Regions from separate parts of the Pan troglodytes genome. Here region 2 is linked to region 1. The links are chromatin contacts, called in public HiChIP or PLAC-seq maps. All regions are on one chromosome and are shown on one strand. The core of a region is the stretch at or near the end of the contact, and the rest is flanking DNA. Distances in the headings are between cores, read along the strand shown.

Evidence for each region. HiChIP or PLAC-seq counts read pairs in DNA pulled down with a chosen protein or histone mark.
Region 2: a contact with region 1 is called in an H3K4me3 HiChIP or PLAC-seq map of stem cell-derived excitatory neurons, with 4 times the contacts expected there. The contact joins two enhancer-like sites. A contact is called at or near these places in 1 of 7 Hi-C or Micro-C datasets (stem cell-derived neural progenitor cells) and 1 of 1 datasets of contacts at active chromatin or transcription factors (stem cell-derived excitatory neurons).

What each region holds. Positions count from the first base shown.
Region 1 is chr5:16,095,920-16,103,036 of NHGRI_mPanTro3-v2.0_pri, reverse strand. No RefSeq gene overlaps it. Among named protein-coding and RNA genes, the nearest start is that of TFAP2A, 270 kb to the left of the region's middle. Within about 2 kb of position 4,301, at least 5 of the 24 cell types and tissues checked have an H3K27ac peak or open chromatin away from gene starts, as enhancers often do. A contact at or near this core is called in stem cell-derived excitatory neurons, where this site is marked.
Region 2 is chr5:16,352,130-16,359,246 of NHGRI_mPanTro3-v2.0_pri, reverse strand. It overlaps TFAP2A (transcription factor AP-2 alpha), which reads left to right. Exons shown (of 7, transcript XM_001166719.7): 3 at 818-869; 4 at 2,919-3,150; 5 at 5,051-5,169; 6 at 7,074-7,117. Among named protein-coding and RNA genes, the nearest start is that of TFAP2A, 11 kb to the left of the region's middle. Within about 2 kb of position 3,311, at least 19 of the 24 cell types and tissues checked have an H3K27ac peak or open chromatin away from gene starts, as enhancers often do. A contact at or near this core is called in stem cell-derived excitatory neurons, where this site is marked.

The sequences.
Region 1 (7,117 bases), core at 3,052-5,551:
GATCATTACTGTTCTAAAAAGCGCAACTATAATGCAGAGAGTTCACTATCATGGTATGATGGAGCCTGTGGGCAGAAGGCCAGCTAGTCTTCCACAAGAGAGATAATTAAGAGACAATGGTACAGAAATGCATGTTGTAGCGTGCACGAATGCTCCTGTGTGTTGACCTTACAGCTCCAAGCAACTCAGAGAATGGCTTGTTTTTCAAAATTACAATTCCTCCCAGATTCTAGAGGGAGGGGTGGATACAATTATTCAGGTTTATGCAATTTCAAAAATGTAAAATACCTAGTTTGGGGAACACTGCTCTCTCCTTGGAGACCTGCTGGGATACTAAAATTTCAGGTGCTTCAAAAATGCAGGACACAGAGAGGAATTTGAAATGCATCCAGAAGGAAGCAATTTATATTTTTCTGCAACACTTTTATAACAGAAAGGCAAAGAGTGTGTGGAGAGAAAGGAAATGGGAGATCCCCTGACTGGAAGCTGTACAGTTCACCTAGAAGACAGGCTGGGCTTGCTCTTTCAGTGAGAAGGAACCTCTTTGCAGTAACCATCTCAGCCATTAAAAACCTTTTATCCAAAGGTAAGGAAGAATTGAGGAGTATAAGGTGAGGTTGGCAACGTTTGAAATATTTGAAGTATCCTGCTGTCGAAAGTCGAGAAGCGGGGACTTATTCAAGAAATTTACAGCAATGTAACAACTGTGGGAATCTCCTTGGTCATAAAAACTTGGATGAGGTAAGGTTAGGAAGTTTTGAAAGACACCCCAAACTCAGTGAACCAAATAATAATGCCTTGTTAAAAATAACTGTGAGAACCCACACTTTTCTCCCAAGAGCATCATCAACCATCTGGAGCATTGAGTTGAGTGCAGTCTGTGTGTACACATGTGTGTGTCTAAGCAATAACTAAACCAGTCTTTTTTCTGTGCAGATTATTCTAGGATCAGTTAAATGGAAATAAATAACATTACATGTGTAGAACCTCCCCGTGTGTGCTTCTCTCTCAAAATATTGATTTTCTTTTATTCCATTCGAAAGGAAGACCCACGAGGAATAGGAAGAGGAGGGCACTGTTTCTTTATGAATACTAATAAGGAAATCAAGAGAGACAGTGGCACTTCAAGTTTCATCTCTCCATTTCCTAGAGGCGCAAACCCTGCCAGTTGTCACCTTGGTGTATTCAGTGCCTTTTGAAGCACTAGACTCCTCCAGAGAGAATGTCAGCCCCAGCCCTGGGCAGTTTTGACAAACAGAGTATATATTGATACATGATAAAGTATGCTAGAAATCACCCCAGCGCTAAAGGCTACTATAGTTTTAATATCATCATTTGAATTAACAAGCATTCTGTGGAGAAATAATGAGCTTTCATTATTCAGAACATCATCCTTACCCGGGGAACTCAGAAACCATTAGCTCTTGAGAACTTAATGAAAAGATGATAAAGAATGTTTTAGATAAAAGTTTGAACGGGCACACTTGATAACTGAGGTAAAATATTAATGTTTGCCTGGATGATGGATCAGGGTTGTTGAGCCTGGCTCGTCAAAGTGACGGTTACCAAGTGTGTGGTCAGCTCATGCGTGTGCCGGAGCCAGACTGGCCCAGTGGACGATGCGAGCTGTCAGTCTCTGTCGACTGTGCTTCTGAGAAGGCTGCCGAGCTCCTAGCACGGCGAGGGCCCTTTTAGACTTACAGACAAGAAGGAGTGGAGGTAGACAGGAAAAAGAGGGAATGCGGAAAGATAAAGTGTGATCAACAGGTATTGATGTACATGTTCAGAACTGGCACCTCAAATCACTGTTTCATAGTCTCTCATGTAAAACATAAAAACAAACGCTTGAATTTATCTGGTAAAATTTGTTTTTCTTGTCTTAGCCTGGCCAGTGGACTCGGAAATTTTCAGTTAGCATTCTGGTTTTTAATTTTATGTGATAAAATTGCATAGTGGCGGGAAAGGAAACAAAAAGGAAATACAAGTAAAAAGATGACATCTTTAAGGCTTGGGTGCCAACATCAACCACTTGTAGACTAATAGATGAAACTTGAGCACATGCAGACATAGAATAAAAGTCATGCTCATCGTAAACATTTGAAAAATACAGACAGTAGAAGACAGCAAAATATCACTCTCAGTCCCACTATACAAAGAGAATCTCTGCTAGCCCTTTGGTATATTTACTTCCAGCCCTTTTGCAGTGTGTATGTTACTTATGTGGCAATGATCACATGGCATATGCAGAATTATAGGTGTTGTCATTTTTAGAGCATTTTCATGATTATAAAAGTAATACACGATGATTGCCTAAGATTGGAAGATACTGGAGATAAACTTGGATGTCCATGAGAGTCGCCCTAGAGAGCTTATTAAAAAGCAGTCTCCTGGACCCCACCTCAGACCGACTGCATTAAATCCAGCAGAGGGGCAGTCTCTGGGGTCAGACTGTCTGGGTTAGAATCTTGATTCCATCACTTAACAGTATGTGTCCTTGAGCAAATTAATTCACCTCTTTATGCTGCAGTTCTCTCAGGTGTAAATTAAGGATAAAAAGAGTACACACCTCAGGGCTGTTATAAGGATTAAATGGCATACTGCTCATACAGCACATAGAATATTGGTTGGCACATAGTGTGGAATCAAATGTTAGTGATGATGATGATTAATATTATTATTGTAACTCTTATCCTCAGTTACAACAAGCTCCCCAGATGCTTCTAATGGACCATGAGTATTATGGCGTGTCCTTTGCCTCTTTTCCTATACATTTAAGAATATGATTAGGTTGGTAGTGGTATGAAGATGATGGACTGGTGCTCCATGTCTTTCCCAACATTTGTCTGGTATGCATTCCTGTACATTTCCCAGAATTCCTTTTGTCTGAGGTTCTGAGTATAATTTAGGTTCCAAAAAGTAGATGAATTAGATGCAGTCATGAATGATTTGGAAGGTGGAAGGGAGGCAGAGACTGTAGCTGCTTGATTTTCTTAGTAAGCAGAAACAGGTAGGAACTTGGTTTTTCTGCTATGACACCAGTGGACGTCTCAACAGCCGTTGAACTGTGGAGTTGGAGTGTGGAGAGGGGACCTGTTTTGCTGGTATAGATTATAGCAGCCTTCTTGATTGGGATGATGTTGGTAAGGTTCAGGAGGTGGCAGCTTTCCTATTTGGCAGGCAGCTTCCAAATGACAAAAGAAGCTCCGTGGGTGGCTGAATTTTGTGACTTTGGGAGCCATTCTTGAAATCTAACCTAGAGGCTCTTTCCTCAGCCTTCCTAACAATCCAATAACCCATTTCAAACTTGTAATAAACTAGCTTCAGCTAAACTAGCTAGAGTGGATTTTGTTCTTTGCAACATAAATCTGACAAATATCATTGCATATAATGTTTTAAAAACATATTTAGACAGAAATATTCTCCAGTCTTGGAAGATGATAAGAGGTGGGGATTTGTGTCAAATGAAATATATCATAGGGCAGTTTATTGATCTTTGCTAATTATTTAAAACCATACTTAGATTTCTCAACGTACATTTCAAAGACGCAGAAAAAAAATCAATAACCAAGAAGCTTGACAATGAAAATGGCCTTTATGTTGGTTTCAGCAGTTCTGCTATTGTGGAGGGCAAAAAGAGCACTTTTTGTATCAGCCCTGTGAAAAGTCTGGCCATTGTTAGTAAATGCTGGCACAGAACAGCATTATTTGTTGTTTTAAATGTTCATCGAAGAAGTCAAGTATTTAGAACAGTAAGTTAAGGATGTGATCCAAGAAGCATTTCTGATGCTGGAAAATTAACAGCATCAGAAGCAGAAAAAGAACATTTGGGCAAGGGACTGTAGAGAAAAGCTCTGTTCTCGCTGCCCAATCGATTTGAAAACAACATCCTCGAATAATGATTTTTCTTGCATCTTTGAAATGTATATTGAAAAAGCCAAGTTATGCTTTTGTTTAATTAGTAAAGACCAATAAACTGCTCTATGATAGAAGATTCTTTCTGTTGCTTTCCTCCCATCAAATAACACTTGGCTGGGTATAAATTCAAGGGTTTTGTTTATTTTTTTCTGTCTCAAAATTCTGTAAGCAATGTTCCACTGTGTTCTGGCATTTAGGGCTGAAGGCAATAAATCCAAAAACAAGCTTACTTTTATTCCATTGCAGAAGATAGTTCTGCCTTACATCCATTTAGAAAATGTAACTGAAAAACAAAACAAAACAAAACAAAACTGGTGCAGGCATTTGAGAAGACCTACTGAGATGCATTGCATCCTGGGAGGTGTAGTCCTTGCAAAGTACAGTGCTTCCTGGGAAATGGAGTTTTTCATGTGCTCATAGTCTCAGAATGGGCTGTACTTTGGTGGAGGCTGGTGGGTGGCAGGGGCGAGTGGGAGGAGATGGGGGATGGAGGGGAGAATAAGATTCTATTTCTTACTGAAAAGATTTGTCTTTTTATGACAATGAAAAAAACCCAGAAAAATACCAACAGAAGGCTTATAAGAAAAATATTGCACAATTAGGGGAAAAGATCATTATCTTGAAGTCTCAGAGACAGATTATTACCTATTTCAGGCAACAGAAGAAAATTAGAAAATGTTTGGCATTCTCAATTGATACTGTGGCTGGACCTTGGTTCTCAGGTAAGATTAGACAAAGGAGAGGTGATTTATCTCCCCACTACCTTTGCGGGGGTGGGTGGGGCAGTGCTACACCTGATATGAAACAAAGGCAAGTTAGTGGTTGTTTATTCTCAAAAGGATTCCACTATTCTTATAATGAGGCATTTTCTTCCAGCTTTTAGGAATCTGTTGTCCATTGAACTTAGATTTCAATATTGTTATGGGCTGAATTGTGTCCCCCCAAAATTCATATGTTGAAGTCCTAACTCCCAGAACCTCAGAGTGTGACTGTGTGGATGCTCCCCAACTTATGATAGGGTTATGTCCTAACAAACCCATCGTAAGTTGAAAATATCATTAAATCAAAAATGCATTTAATACTTCTAATGCACCTAACTTACTGAACATCATAACTTAGCCTAGCTTACTTTAAACGTGCTCAGAATACTTATGGTAGCCTACAGTTGGACAAAAACATCCAATCATCCAGTCTATTTTATAATAAAGTGTTGACTCTCTCAAGTGATTTATTGAATACTGTACTAAAAGTGAAAAACCTTTCACTTTTTTTGGTTGTATGGGTACCCAAAGTACAGTTTCTACTGAATGGGTATTGCTTTTGCACCACAGTAAAATTTTAAGTTTTGACTATTGTAAATTGGGGACTGTTTGTATTTGGAGATAGATAGGACTTTTAAGAGGTAATTAAGGTTCAGTGAGGTCATATGGGTGGGCCTTAATCCAATCCGACTGGTGTTCTTATAAGAAGAGGAGATTAAGACACAGATGCGCACAGAGGAAAAACTGTGTGTGGACACAGCGAGAAGCTGGACATCTATAAGCCAAGGGGAGAGGCCTTATAGGAAGCCAACCCTGCCAGCACCTTGATCTCGAACTTTCAGCCTCTGGATTTATGAGAAAATAAATTTCTGCTGTTGAAGCCACCTGATCTATGGTATTTTGTTATGACAACCCTAGTAAACTAATGCAAACACTATTTCAAATATTGTCTTTTTATTTGCCTTCACATCTTTATGTTAATGGGAAACTGGGAAAGGCCTTGTTAGGGGTTGTGAGGCAGATGCCATTTTTATTTTTAAATTATGAAGTATTTTTAAAAAAACAAAAACTATGAAGAATATATTTAATAAACACCAAAGAACTAGCCACCCAGCTTAAAAAAACAAAAAACAAAAAACATTATAGGTACAGTTAAAGCCCCCACACTCTTACCCTGTTCCCCTCCCTCCCAAGCTGAGATCATTAGTTTCCTGAATTTAATGTCTATCATTCTCATACATATCATTATATTTTTATAGTATATGTTTGCATTAATAATCAATTCATGGTGCTCTTTTGCATATATTTAAAACTTCATAAAAGTATTATTAAACTGTATTTGTCCTTCCAACTTGCTTTTTTCTTTTAGTGCTATGTTCTGGGGATTTATTCATGCTGATAAAAATATAGATAGATATAGATAGCTGGTTTGCATGTTTTAACTGTTTTTATTTATGAATACATCACAGTTTGCTTACACATTTTATTCTTGAAGGAGCATGTGTAACATTTTCAGTTTTGTATTATTTAGAAATAAATAATGCTGTGAACATTCTTAAAGAGATCTTCTTGGGCATGTGGACAGGAGTTTCTTCAGGTTTGGAGTTGCTGAGTCATAGGCTGTGAGTAGTTTCAAATCTGATATATATATAATATATATTCCCAAATTTTCTCCAAATCGATTGTACAAGTTTATAGTTCCATCAGCTGTGTTACTTCATATACTTGCCAGAATAATGTGTTGCCAGAATTGGAAAACTTTAATGAATTTGATGAGTATGAAATCTAATGGTTTTATTTGCATCTCTGTAAGTATTTTGAGGTTAAACTTTTTTTTTTTGAGACAAAGCCTTGCTCTGTTGCCCAGGCTGGAGTGCAGTGGTGTGATCTCAGCTCACTGCAACCTTGGTCTCCCATGCTTAAGTGATTCTTGTGCCTCAGCCTCCTCAGTAGCTGGGATTACAGGCATGTGCCACCATACCCAGCTAATTTTTGTGTTTTTAGCAGAGACAGGGTTTTGCCATGTTGTCCAGGCTGGCCTCAAGAGATCCACTTGCCTTAGCCTCCCAAATTGCTGGGATTATAGGCGTGAGCCACTGTGCCCAGCCAGAGGTTGAACATATTTAAAAATGTTTTGGAGTATTTGAATTTTCTCTTTCATAGATTCTGTGTTCACATATTTTGCCATTTTTCTATTGGGCTGCTTCTCTTTTTCTTATTGATTTGTGGGAGCTCTTTATGTATTCTAGATATGAAGCCATTGGGTTTGTATGTATCTTCATCCTGGTTTATTGTTTCTCTTTTCATTCGTCTTTTGATGCATAGAATTTTTGTTTTCCTAGTGCTGTTAAGCAGGCTATCCAGTAGAGTGTTTTAAATTCTGAGCAAAGCTGTTTTTTCACTTGGAAAACTTTTATTTTCTAGTATATAAGTTGGCAGGT
Region 2 (7,117 bases), core at 2,062-4,561, 260 kb before region 1:
AAAATCTTCTATCTCAGCAGCCCTGGTGCTAATTTGTAAACACAGCCAGACATTATATTGCCTGTCAGTTTCTGCATTAGATAACATGATTTCATTTTACTTTCTAATCACGTTTTGACTCTAGTGCGCACACGTATACCCATCCATCTGTAAAAAAAAAAAAAAGAAAAGAAAAAGAAAAACACCCCACACTAACAACAAACCTGCTGTTGGACAACAGGAAAGCAAGCTCAAAGGTTTTTTGGTTTTGGTCATTTTCATATTCCTATCATACCCAGGCTTAGGCAGTAGTCTTTCTAAAAATTTATGTGGAGTTTTCCATAAAGGTGTGTGTGTTTGCTCTTTATTATACTACCTAAACCTTTTCTTTTCCAACACTCTCCTGTTACTCCCACCCCTGTCATTTCTATTGTGTTTCCCTGGCTTTCGCTGCCTGAACACTGGAATTGCTAAAGTCAGAAGCCGCTGAGGCGCCAATCTAAAGCTAGGTACATTTCTAAACGTTGAACTGAGAATGATTAGGTGCTCCAACACTTGATTTAATTTCCAAAGAAAGTTTTATTCCCCATCTCCACCCCTTTTAAACATGGATTATTTGCTGGAGGAGGAGAAATTGGCCATGGGTGTGCAGTGAAACCTCTTGAGTTGCAAAGCCCCAAATTCCAATAAGCCAAGATGAGATGTTTATATATAAATGTCATTATATGGGAGGGGGAATTTTGATTCTACACCTTCCCCTCCTCCCATCTTGCAGGGAATATTCATTTCCTTTTGTTTTGATGATACACTTACATCCATGTGTATCCTTTTGTTGCAGCATGTAGAAGACCCGGGTATTAACATCCCAGATCAAACTGTAATTAAGAAAGGTAAGCCATTTCCTTCTGCATTCCAAGCATGTCCTTACAGGCAGAGTGCTATTTAAAAGAACTTGCAGAGATGTGTTTATTTTTTCCAAATAGGATTTCCTAAAGGCTCAGAATTAGCAAATAGATAGGCACAGAACAGCAATGCTTAAATAATCAGCCTTCAGTATGTTGGTAATGCCAACAGGCTAGCTTTGTTCTGACTCATGATTTGACCATTTAATTTAGTTTAATGATATTTGGACAAACACACAAAATGTACAGTAGTTGAACTGATTTGGAAGTGGCATTTCAATTTTGAAACAGTTTGATAGTTTAATCCATTGCCTGGATGAGGGTTAAGAAGTGTATAATGCTAAAATAGTACAAATAATTTAACATTAATGTAAGAACAGATGATAAAAAGCACTCTTTAGTAGAGGAAAAAAACATTCACGTTCTTCAATTTAGTTTCTTGTTAGCTGTTTAAGGGTCTTAGAACTTTGTGAATTAGGTTAACAAAATTTTAGCTTTTGGTTAAAATTAGTATCTTGAAGATGGGAGGAATATTAGCATACTTGTTCAGAGATTGTTAGAAAAGTGTCAAGTGATTTGCATGGATTTGTAATCTGTATTGTGTTTAGTGAGTAGAAATAAAGTTTACTGAATTAAATGCTATTCACTCTTGGTAGCAGCTTTTTTTTTGGTTATGGTGGCAATGTTACATTTCAGGATTCTAGGCACCACCAGAGGACGATGCTATATAAAACTGTTCTCATTTCTAACCCCAATCAGTATATTGTTAGCTAGTTTAAAGTTTCATTTTTGCATCTGTGAAGTCTTTGTCACGTCAAATTAGATGTGCAAGGGATAAATCTTAAGAGATGCTCTTTCCAAGTCGACATGATAATTGGCTCTTTTATTAGTAATCTCTCAAGAGTTCGTTTAACTCCTATTGTCTCTATTAGCCTCCCCAGAGCTATTAATGTCACAAGTGATCTATCCAAAACCTAGAGCCCCCCACCTCCCTATACCTCTAGCATATCCCCATTAAAGAACGCATAAGGAACACTGTGATGAGATTGTGTGCATATGATGTCTCCAAATGGAATTTTAAAATACAATGCATACTGTACTTAAAATGGTTGTGAATGCATCTGAATTACACTGGTGCTGAGAAACGTAATGCATTAGTATACTTTCTGCAGGTCTTCTATTTTTTTTTCTAACAATGGTGAGTCCAGCAATAAAGAGCTTATGGTTTTAACTAGGAAGTATATATACCCACTTTCCCAATAAAGGCGCTTTAGCAGAGAAGGACTGTTAAGTATTTACTTAACAAAAGGGCACATTGCTAGTATTCCACTGTAGGCCTGTTCTTCCCTCCCCACTCCGCAGTTCAAAACTGGCCTTGGAATGGATCTCCAAAACTGAGATGTTTTCAAAATTGAACATAGGAAAGGGCCTATTTATCAAAAAGACGGGACGTGTGGTGTGGACAACAAAATCCACCACTTCCCAGCGTGGTGCCTCAATTAAAACGCTCGTTTACAGGGTGCTTTAGCCATCTAAATTGTCGGCTGATTTTAATAATGGGTCTTTGAAGCAGTTTTTCCCCGACACTAAAACCCCACCCAGCAAAACCCCTGAAGTACAAGTAACTTGCTCTCGGTTTGCAAATGTAATTCCCTCCCCTGCACCCTGAACCCGTGGTCCTGGACCTCATCTGGGGCCCACTCCGCTCGGATGCTCAACGCCTCAGGGGTCACCAATTTCACCACCCATCTCTAGAGAGCACCCTTGACGGCGAAGGGGAAAGGGTCAAGGCAGAAACGCAGGCCAGGCTGGCTGGGGGAGGGCAGGGCCGCCTCCCGGCCGCCGGGTGAGGTAGGGAAGGGCTCGAGCCCGAGGAAGGGAAGTAGCGGAGCCACAGAATTTCAGAGCCGGACGGAAAAGCGGGGACTGTGGCCCAAAGCCTGGGATCCGGCCCTGGCCGGGATGAGGGCCGGGGTCGGGCAGGATTTGGGGGTGATCCACGACGCCCAACACGCGGCCTCCCCTCTGTCTCCGCAGGCCCCGTGTCCCTGTCCAAGTCCAACAGCAATGCCGTCTCCGCCATCCCTATTAACAAGGACAACCTCTTCGGCGGCGTGGTGAACCCCAACGAAGTCTTCTGTTCAGTTCCGGGTCGCCTCTCGCTCCTCAGCTCCACCTCGAAGTACAAGGTCACGGTGGCGGAAGTGCAGCGGCGGCTCTCACCACCCGAGTGTCTCAACGCGTCGCTGCTGGGCGGAGTGCTCCGGAGGTGAGGCCCGGCACGGCCCCGCCCGCCCCGCCCCGCGGCCGGGGGAACCACTGCGCTTGCGCCGGGGCGGTGGCGGCGACGCAAACCGGCCTCGCGCCGCGGCCCTCCCTACGCGGGAAAGGAAAGGGGGCGGGGAGAAGAGCGTAGAGCCAAGTGGGCGGGATCTGGGGGCGGGGGAGCGGGCGATGCGGCGCGCGCCTGCGCTCTCCGCTGCCTTCCCGCGAGCGAGTTCTGGTGCGCGCCTCGTTGGCTGCCGCGCGCTCGCGGAGTCCTCCGCTCCGCCCTCCTCCTTGCGCAAGCGCAGCTCGCTCCGCCGCGGGCTCAATCCCGGCCACTGCAGCCGCGGGGCGCCGTACAGCCACCTTTTCCCTCTTCGCGCACACCTTGCAAGCCCAGGAAAAGTTCCTCTCAGGCTCCTCGCTTTGCCTTACCTCTCTGAGTAGGGTCTCCGAGGGTAACCGGTCGTGCCTTGTATAGGGTTTTAATAGAATGGCTTTTAACTAAAGGAAGAGAATGGTTGTCCTCTTGAGTCCGCACGCCATGCCTTCCGGTCGCTGTCACCTCCAGACCCCCATACTATAGGCGTTTGCATATGATGATGATTCCCAATTTACTGAGGCCCTGATGTGTGCCAGGCTGCGTGCGAGCATGTTTACGTGCATTGTGTGTAGTCACTACCAAGGAATGCATCTGTTACATACATAGCCAGGGATTCTTACCTCACCCCTGCGAGGTCTGAGTGATTCGTTTAGTAGATAAGATTTTATAAGGGTCAGCAAGGTAAAGCACCTTCCCTTAGGGCAGTTTTCTCCCTGCTGTGGGCTTCCTACCCCTAGGATTCCACTGCACGTTGTGAGTTGTGGGGCTTGTGTGGAACTTACCCGGATAATATGTTTCTTCTCTTCTTTAATAATACTGAGAACTTCATTGTTTTGACTGTTATTCATTTACCTATGTGTTGATAGACCCACAGTTCCTTTCTAGTGGCTATATCCCACACAAAGCCTATAAAGATCATTTTTTGGAAGGGTTTAACATCAGCCATTCTAGTCTTTTCTTCCTCCTGCACAGTCATTTTGCTTTCCCTTTGTAATCTTTCACTGACACAGATCTTTTCCTTGCCCTCTGCTTTTTCCTTCCCTTCCCCCATCCCCAATATTGGAGACTGTTTACCTAGGGGAGTATAATCTAATCCACACAATTAAAGAGCACTTGAGTAGGGAATAAAATCTGAAATTAATTAATTTGCTGTTTTATTTAAACAATTTATCTTAACCACTTTCTGATTATGGGATTCTATTTAGACATCTGTTTAGAACTGCCTCCATTGTCTCTGAAATCAGTGAAACTTTTAAGGGCTGATATCAGCTTTTGACATTTCCAGTTAGGCTGGTGACATGGCACGTAAACAGTTGGCGAAACGAATTTCCCTTTGGGGCTAGAGCCAGAGCAAGAAACGTGAGAGTGATGATAACTTTGGTTACTCGGAACAACCTAACAGCATATCTTGCAAAGACAGTTTTAAAGACCCCATTGGGATTGGTGTGATTGTAACAGCAGGGAAAATATACAGGAATCAGTTGAACTCAATACCTCAAACCCTAGAGATGGGGCTGTGTTTGTTTGTGGTTCTTCTTTAGAGAGTTGGGAAATCAAAACCTTCCAACCTGCCACAAGAGTTGCAATAATAACTGAACATAGGGGGTGCTTTACAGTTTAACAGGCGTTTATCTCCTATGAACTTCTGTACTATTCCTAGGTTTCCCTCCTTTAAATGTCTTGGGGCCAAGCTTCACAGTTTTTGAAAGCACATTTTAGGAAGCTTTCAAAATGATTTTAATGTGGCGCAGAGCAACCCAATGTTTTCTAAATCCCTTTCTCGCATGTATTTGTGAAACAGGGCGAAGTCTAAAAATGGAGGAAGATCTTTAAGAGAAAAACTGGACAAAATAGGATTAAATCTGCCTGCAGGGAGACGTAAAGCTGCCAACGTTACCCTGCTCACATCACTAGTAGAGGGTAAGCGAATCCACTTGCTAACTAGAAGGAACTTCCTGCTTGGAAAATGGATAATATTTAGTGGCCAGATGTTTGGTTGTATTTTATGTCAGTTGGGCAGTTTCATCTTTGCAGAGAATATAGCCAGATGTGAATGGAATTATTTCATGGCAAAAAGAAACATTTGCATGTACTCCTATACCTCCATCCTTCTTCCTTCTTTTCCTCTACCATAAAGTTACACCTCCCCAGCCTAATTCTGAGCTAAACAACGCACAAGTTTAAGAACTGCACATTCTCCAAGTTTCTGTCTCCTTTAAAGGGCTCAGCAGTAAATAACTTAAGTTATTCTGACATCTGCGTTTGAGAAATGCGTGACCATTACTTCCTGAATTAATTTGGGAATCTTTGACCTGCGTCCTGATTTAAGACCATCCTGAAAGCTCAGGGTTATGTGCCCTTTCAGGTCTTTGTTTTCCAAACATATGCTCCCTTATCTCTTTAATTGTGCTTTTCTCTTGGAGAAGAAGAAAAGTGAGCAATTTTTGATTCTGGATGGTGTGGATATGGAAAGATAAATATAAGCATTGCAAAAAGTTTCTCCTGGTAGCTTTAAACATACATACACCCTTCCAAATGCCTCAAAACAAAAAGCCAACCCTTATCCTCACTCCCTGCTCTAGATAACTGCCACCGGAAGCCACTCATATTCCTGCTGCCTCTAGATTAAGTTTTTCTGATACAAGATTGGCCTAGGTTTTGGTGTACTGGAATGAATCTATAGCTCTCCTGTGTTTTTCTTTGTGTCCTATTGTAAATATCTCATGCTAACAGGGAAAAAAAAGTTACTTTAATTACCAGACAGATTTTAAAACTAGCATGTATATATATTTAAAGAAGTCATTTTATTTCATTCACATCTTGTATTTGAGGAGATATATTACAATTGAATTTAAGTTCTGGCTTTGTAAATTATTTTTAAAAATGTTTAAAACCATATATTTGAGGAGGAATCCTATGAATTCTCTTTGTTGATGATGTCAGAGATTGATAGTAATATAACTGTTTAGAAAATCAGCAATTGTTCAGTGCCAGAAACTCAACTACAGTACCATTACATTAAAAATCATAACAGTCCATAGAGAACCCACTATTCATACTCCAAAAGAATTATAAGCCAAGAAAATGGTAGTGGTGGCTTAAGGTATAGCGTGGAGTTCGTCTGGGTTTGGGGGTTGAGTTCTGTAGCAGGGAGGCAGTTTCTGGAGAACTGTTATTGTTTGTGATCCGCTCCATTTTATGGAAACAAGCTCTGCGGAGAGGGCTTTGATGCTCTAATTGGCGCATGCGTTCTTCCGGAGCTGGAGCTAATGGCAGGAAGCCCTGCAGTAAAAACCAACTGGTTCAGGAAATTAAAACCAAAGATTCGAAAATCAACAACACAGACAGACTCAGTGGAGTGACCCTCAAATCCTCTTGGTTAATCGGTTTGGATGAACAGATAATTTATGTGATCAAGTTAAAATGTAACCCCTCAGTTGTTCCCTTGCAGAAAAGCTCAAAGAGTAATTATGAATATTATTTATGAATGTGTTGATAGGTGTGAAGTTGGAATACAAGAAGCATTTTAAAAGAGAATTTGGAGAAGTGTCATGTAGGGTGGGGGATGGGACTGGAGGTTGGTGGATGAGATTTTCATTCTCAAGTCTTCTTGGCCCTCTAGGAGAAGTGGTCATTTTTCCTGATAAATGCATCCACCAGATCCTACAGAGAAGGAAATAAAATGCCTGAAATGAGAAAACAAGTAGTTTGTGTTTCCTGCAACATCTGGGGTGAAGGGAATTAGGGAGTTGGGAGTGGGGAGGAAGTTAGGATCCCCACTCTTCATTCTCTCGCACTGGCTCCCTCCTCTCCCCTCTTGCCAGGAGAAGCTGTCCACCTAGCCAGGGACTTTGGGTACGTGTGCGAA